2 separate regions of the Cricetulus griseus genome follow, and region 2 is linked to region 1. A link is a contact called in public Micro-C data. All regions are on one chromosome and are shown on one strand. Each heading gives the region's core, a stretch centred on a gene start, on an enhancer-like site or on the middle of the called end of the contact. The rest is flanking DNA. Distances are from core to core; before and after follow the strand shown.

What was found. Hi-C and Micro-C count contacts between places; a contact is called where the count stands out from the background.
Region 2: a contact with region 1 is called in a Micro-C map of the CHO-K1 cell line, with 4 times the contacts expected there. The contact joins the promoter of Spred1 here to the promoter of Fam98b in region 1.

Annotation. Positions count from the first base shown.
Region 1 is chr6:61,288,699-61,291,920 of CriGri-PICRH-1.0, reverse strand. It overlaps Fam98b (protein FAM98B), which reads left to right and starts at 1,404. Exons shown (of 11, transcript XM_027422232.2): 1 at 1,404-1,546. The coding sequence starts at 1,476.
Region 2 is chr6:61,432,405-61,435,835 of CriGri-PICRH-1.0, reverse strand. Spred1 (sprouty-related, EVH1 domain-containing protein 1) reads left to right here and starts at 1,481. Exons shown (of 7, transcript XM_027422233.2): 1 at 1,481-1,632. The coding sequence starts at 1,601.

The sequences.
Region 1 (3,222 bases), core at 155-2,654:
TGTACCCCCTTCTCTTAGTTGTTTGTTATGTTTGATGGTTTACTGAATATGTTTATGATGCTGGTGTACAGTCTTGGTATACTACCATAAATTATTTATTTTATAATGATGAATGCTATAATTCCTTAACTCTATTTGTTAATTCTGCCCCCAACAGTCTCTGTATTTTAAATTTCACATGACATTATTGTTTCTGTTTTAAACAGCCAATACTTTTCCCATTTTTCTCTTCTTAAGGGTGCTTTCCATCACTTTTTACACTTGTGTGTTTTCACCTGTCATTATTTTCTTTTCACTCAAAGAACCCCGAGGTCCCTTTTGACATGAGTCTGCTGGAAATAATTTATGCTAATTTTTGCTTCTCAGATGTTTTTTTGTGCCTTTTTTTTCCCTTTTCTTCTTCACCTGCCCCCTTGGCTGTTCATTTGTTTTGTGAGACGGTGTCCCACTTTGTAGCTCTGCCTGTCCTGAAGCTCACTATATAGCCCAACTTAGCCTTGAGCTCACAGAGATATGCTGCCTCAGCCTCCAGGATTAAAGGTGTGTGGTGACCGTACTTTTATTTCTTAAGGTGTTTCTGCTGAATCTGAATTTGTAGATACAGTTGGTATTTTGTTACTTACACATTCATAAATGATCAGCAATACAACACAAATCTGAGTATGTATTTGAGGTGATTCTGGACAGATGAAAACAACTGATCATCTATTTGGTTCTACATTCATGATGAAATAATACTCTTTTTTGTTGTTGTTTTGTTTTCGAGACAGGGTTTCTCTGGCTTTGGAGGCTGTGCTAGAACTCGCTCTAGGCTGGCCTTGAACTCATAGAGATCTTCCTGCCTCTACCTCCCAAGTGCTGTGATTAAAGGCGTGTGCCACCAACACCCAGCAGAAATAATACTCTTGATTTCTTATTAACATCAGAACACTGCTGAAGATATTAGCTCAATGGGCTTATTTATACACATGCTGTTATTTTCTACTGGAGATCATTATTGTTTTTTTGAGAATTCTTGTTATAAAAAGGGAAGAGTGTGTGTGTGTGTTTGTGTGTGTGTGTGTAGGGAGAGCCACTGGAAAGTTGGCTCTTGGTGGCTTCCAGAGGACCTGATCTGATGCCCTTTGCAGTCCTCCAGGGCACTGGCACACATGGCACGTATATACACCATAAATAAAAATTAAAAATCTAAGGTGGGGGAGTGTCCAACAGCTAAGTTTGAATCATGATCTTAAAAAGATAGACTTTAACACGTGGATAAGATCTAACAGAAAAGAGATACCTTTTATGTTTAAAAAAAATGTCTATTGTTACAAACATGGGTTCTTGGTAGCACCAAGCTTGGATTGTTTCCAGGCCTGGGTCCCACGTGCTCTTCCATGGTCGCCATGGCTACCTGCCCCGGAACCTTGGCGTGATGACGCTTGTTTCCGGCGGGATTTTTAGAGTGACGAACAGTTTTGGTCCAAGCGACCATGAGAGGGCCAGAGCTCGGGCCCCAAAGTAGCATGGAGGGGGACGTACTGGACACCCTGGAGGCCCTCGGGTGAGTGTTCTCGCGGACCGCTTCCCCGGGGAGGTACCCTGGCCCTGCGCGTGGCCGCTAACGCCGGGCGCGCGCGCCTCCCAGGCCGGCGGTGTGTGGGGCGGTGCACAGGCCTCTGCGCTCCCGCTACCCGCGATCTGGTGAGCCGGCGGGACCGAGCGGCTGTGGCGAGAGCAGGCCAGGCTGGCGCGGGACTGGGTCCCGCTGTGCTGCCCATCGCCTCCACCTCGCGGCCGGCTCTCCCCGGGCTTCGAAGGCCTTCTGTGTGAATGTATAGCCCGCGCGCGCCGCACCGCACCGCACAGCAAGTCGCCTCTGGACCGTTGTTGTAGCATGCCAGTCAATCTTTGGCTTTCCCTGGGCTCAGGAGGACTCACTCCAGCTTCTTAGATTGGAGACTCTCTTAGTTGAGTGCGAGTCCCAGTATCGAGCTTTCTCTACTCCTGAATGCACGTTTGTGTGGTAGGCAGGGAGAAATGACAGTTTTCAGAGCGACATTAGCTGAAAGGATCTACTCTCTGTTGCAATTTAATAATTCTGGGCGCTAGGCGCTATGAGGGAGGACCCCAGTGGTGGCTGCGATGAGGCGGTCTGGACACGCAGTATTACTCCCTCCCATCCTGGTTCTCTTCACAGCGCTGCTCCTTTTTCATGTTTGTCTCGTGAACTTCATCCAGCTCCCGGAAAACAGGTTTTGTGTCAGCTTTCTGCACTGATGGATTCCTGACCGCATACTAGAGTGGGTCTCTCACAGGGAACATTGACTTGGTAAATGCGCGAAGAAGTAGTTTAAAGGAGGGTGCATACATGTAAGCAAAGGTCCAAACGGTTGAGGGTAGATAAAACAAATCTCTTACATCACCGTTTGCCTCTTTACATGCACTTTCTTTTTATGGTAACTGTAGTCCGAAACCTTCAGGCCCCGCCCCCTTACTTTTGTTCCCTCAAACTTCTTTGTTCCACTAGCAAGTGTTACTTTTTTTTTTTTTTAGTTCAAATTAGGAACAAGCTTGTTTCACATGTCAATCCCTTCTCCCTCTCCCTCCCCTCACCCTCACCCCTCCCACCCCACTCCGACCCACCCCTCACCCCATCCACCCTCCATTCCCCAGGCAGGGTAGGGCCCTCCACAGGGGCTCCGCAAAGTCTACCACATCTTCCTGGGCTGGGCCTAGGCCCTTCCCCATGTGTCCAGGGCAAGAGTGTATCCCTTCACGTGGGATGGGCTCTCAAAAGTCCCTTCTTACACCAGAGAAAAATACTAATCCACCACCAGGGGCGCCCCAGAATGCAGAGGCCTCCTCATTGACATCCATGTTCAGGGGTCTGGATCAGTCCTGTACTGGCCTCCCAGACAGTATCTGGGGTCGATGTGTTACCCCTTGTTCAGACCAGCTATGTCTGTGGGTTTCACCACCCTGATACCGACCCCTTCGCTTTTCATTCCTCCTTCTCTGCAACTACGTTCCAGAGTTCAGTTCAGTGTATATCTGTGGATGTCTGCCTCTGCTTCCTTCAGCCGCTGGAAGAGGGCTCTGAGGCTAGGGCACACGCCCCAGCCAAGTGCTACTTTTATTACACTCTGATAATGCATATTTTGCTGTTACCCAGCATAATGGAACCTTGCGTTTGTTTGATCTTGAATAAAATGTTTGTTAAGCGGGGCGGTGGTGGCT
Region 2 (3,431 bases), core at 232-2,731, 140 kb before region 1:
GCTATAGTTATGCAACCTCACTCGCAGCGGGAGTTATTTCCTGTGCCGCTGGATGCGCCAGATTCATGTAACCCGCCTACCCCGGGCTTCAATGGAAGCCGTTCTCCATTAACAAGCACTCGGGCTTTCAGAAATGAATGCCCTGCATTGCATGCTGTTTGCGCAGTGAGAATCGCGCTGCGAGGTATTGAAATCAACTCTTTCTACACACACACACACACACTTTCTCTCCTCACTCCCCTGTGCAAGCAGCTAGGGGACTACAGCAATGCAACTAGAGGGACAGCAGGAGGAGCTCGCTTTGCAGTCCTGCCCTGTAACCCCCACTAACTAGAGATGAACTCAAGCCAGTTCCATTCTTTGCAAGGAAAACACAACACACGCGCGCGCGTGCACGCGCACCGAGCAGAACGGAGCGGCCTTCTGATTTCTTCCTCGAACACACGGTGGATGTGCAGCCTGTTTGTAGAGACAACCTGGACATTCCAGGCTGAGTAACGGGGAGTTGCGCGTCGCAACAATGCCAGTCCCGGAGCAGCTCTGCTCACAGATCCCACCCCCCGCCCCCTTTCGCGGCGTGCCAAGAGTTTGGAGCGCGCGCACGCACACGCGCGCGGTGCAGCGGTATATCCCTCCGCCGCCCTCCTCGCCCCGCTCCCGCTGCCCGACGATTTGGGAAGCGAGGGGAGGAGGGAACTACTTTTCGGAAACTTGTTATGCTGCCCACGATCTCGAGCTGCAGTGATTCGCCTGCGGGCCGTGGCTTTTAGGTCTTCCCCCACCTCCCAGAGGCCCCGCGCTGCCCGCTCGCAGCCGCGCCCCACGTCCGTCCGCTCGCCCGCCCGCCTGCTCCCGCGCGCCCCAGAAGTCGCGAGGGACTACTTCGCCTGCCTCTCCCGCGGGCGCCCCCGGTTCGCGCGGCGGAAGGAGCGGGCGGCGTGAGAGCTTCCGCCGCCCCCCTCGCGGCTCCCCTCTCGCGGGCGTGAGGAGCGGGCCCGCGGAGCTGCGCTGGTCTCGGCCCTCCTCGCCGCCGCTCGGAACTGTGCCCTCGGGCTCGGACGGCCACTTCGCGCCCTGCCTGCGGCCCCCAGCTGGAGCGCGTCTGAGGGAGCCCCTGAGGGCCGACCGGGTCGGCGCGCCGCGCGGGCAGCCGGCGGCCAGGCGGGAGATGGTGCGCGGCACCTCGGCGGACCGCGCCGCCGCCCGCAGCCAGCGCTCGGCTGCCCCCCGCCCCCGCCGCCGCCCTCCAGTCGGCGCGCCCTGAGAGCTGCACCGCCTCAGCCGCCGGCCGCGTCCCTTCCAGCGCCTGCAGCCGCCCGCGCCGTCTCGGCGTCGCACCCGGCCTCGGCACAGCGAACCGCTGGGGTCGCCACGGCCGCGCTCACTGCCGCCGCCCCCCTGCGGGGGTGGCCGGGCTGCCCGGCTCGCGGGGCGCCGCTCCGGGTGAGGCGTCCACCATGGTGAGGCCCCCGAGCCGCTGCCCGCGCGCCCCGCCGGCCGCCGCCGCCGCCGGCCCGCCGTCCCTCGGTGCCGCCGCTGCCGCTGCTTCCCCGCCTGCTATTGCTCCTTCATCTCCTGAGCGGATCACGGTGAGGGAAAGATGAGCGAGGAGACGGCGACTTCTGACAACGAGTAAGCGAGCCCTGGTGGGCAGCCCCCTCCCCCCCAGCCCGTCCCGCCCGGGAGGTGATAGATGCCCGATGTGTCGTCGGGTTGTGTTCTTTCATGGCAGCACCCCTTTCCATCTTTGCAATCGCCTCCCTGCTTGGGGAAGGCTATCGAGTGCGGAGCAGAGGCGGTGTAGCAATCGGACGTCTCCGAGACGGAGTAATGTGGGTGGCTCAAAGTGGAGTAGAAACTACCCTTTGCCTGCCCTTCACTCCTGCATCCCCCCCCCCCCCAGCACCTTGAACATCCAGCCATCTCCCTTTACATCTATTTCGCTCGGAAACTAATGTGTGGGTGCACCTCCTGCCGCAAACTGCTCTCGAATCCTAATTCGATGACTCAGTGACTCTTAAATGCTGCCGATTAAGCCTTCGCCCCCTGTCCCACTTTTTAAACTTATGACCTATACTGGTCTGGTAAAAAAAAAAAAATAGGGTTAGGGAAACATTTTAAGAATTAAATAGGATTAAGAACACCTGGAGTGTGGGCGATGTTGAGCTATTGTTTTGTTTTAGACCTTGGCGAATATTGAACTCGTCCTCATTAAGAACAGAACAATTAGGAATTTTGAATGCTAGTGTCTGGCTTTCGTCTGTGATAAAGCACCGTTTACATTGCCGAACGCGTTGGTGACTTTGTCAGTTTCATCTAGAGCATTCCGCGACTTTAAGTTTTTTGCTTATTTGGGCTGTCCTTATGTTTTCCAAACGAAGCACTGTGCCTTTTAAATATAGCAGCCGCTTGGAGGAAGAATGGTGCTGTAAGATTTTCCTGTTGAGAAGGGAGTTAATTTGAGGCAGAATATTGGCGTCCGTTTTCTTGTGATTGAGTTCAAGTTTTGTTTGTTTCTGGAGGGTTATGAAGAGTTAAATGAGGATGCATTCCTTTAAATAAAGTACATTCCTCAAGTCAGACCTCTTCGAGAAGGCTTTAAGGGCCAGTGCCGAAGCCCGCTTAGCATAAAATAGCTAGAAAAATACCAGGCAGCGTCCCCCCCTCTTTGAAAAGCACACACTGAGGGAGAGGGCGTGGAAGGAGGTGGATTGCTGCAGTCAGTGCAGTCTAGAAGCAGAAGTGGCCGCCATGTTCTCTCTTTTTTGTGAATCGCCCTCATTTGCATAGCACACTTCATTCATAAAAAAAATAATTAAACATCCATCACCTTGGACAACTTGAAAGGGTTTCCTAAGAAAAACATTCGAAGCTTGTTTGTCTTTATGTAGATTTTTGAGTTCGGGAAGTGAGGAGAATTAGAAGTTTTAGATTAAATTTTAGAACATACGCACACACAAACAACTACCCCAGTTCTCAGAATGTTGACACAGTTATGTGGGAAATATCAGTTCGGGGAGGTGCTGGGATCACGTGATCGCCTCCATTCATAAAATACCTGGCTGTCCATTCACAGTGCAGTACACTGTCACTGCCTTCCGCAGACTAGACCTATTTTGAGCTAGATCTAGAAGCCTGTCTCAGATGGTGCTGGGTTAGGAGAAAAACTGCGGAAATGCTGAAGGGATTGTCGGGGACTTTAATTAGTATCTTGGAGGAAAGCAGCTGGGATAAAATCTTACCTATTTTAGAGATGGGGAAAGATTTCTTACCAGTTTAATAGTTTAGAAAGTATTATTTCCTTGATGCGGCTGAGGAACAAATGATGGGGTGTGTACTAATGCAGACATATGATAGATTGTTTCAAAACGGGCCTTTTTTTTTGGTATTATGGCAAATTGAAAGTGCAAGTAAGTGTGAGAGAGATCTCA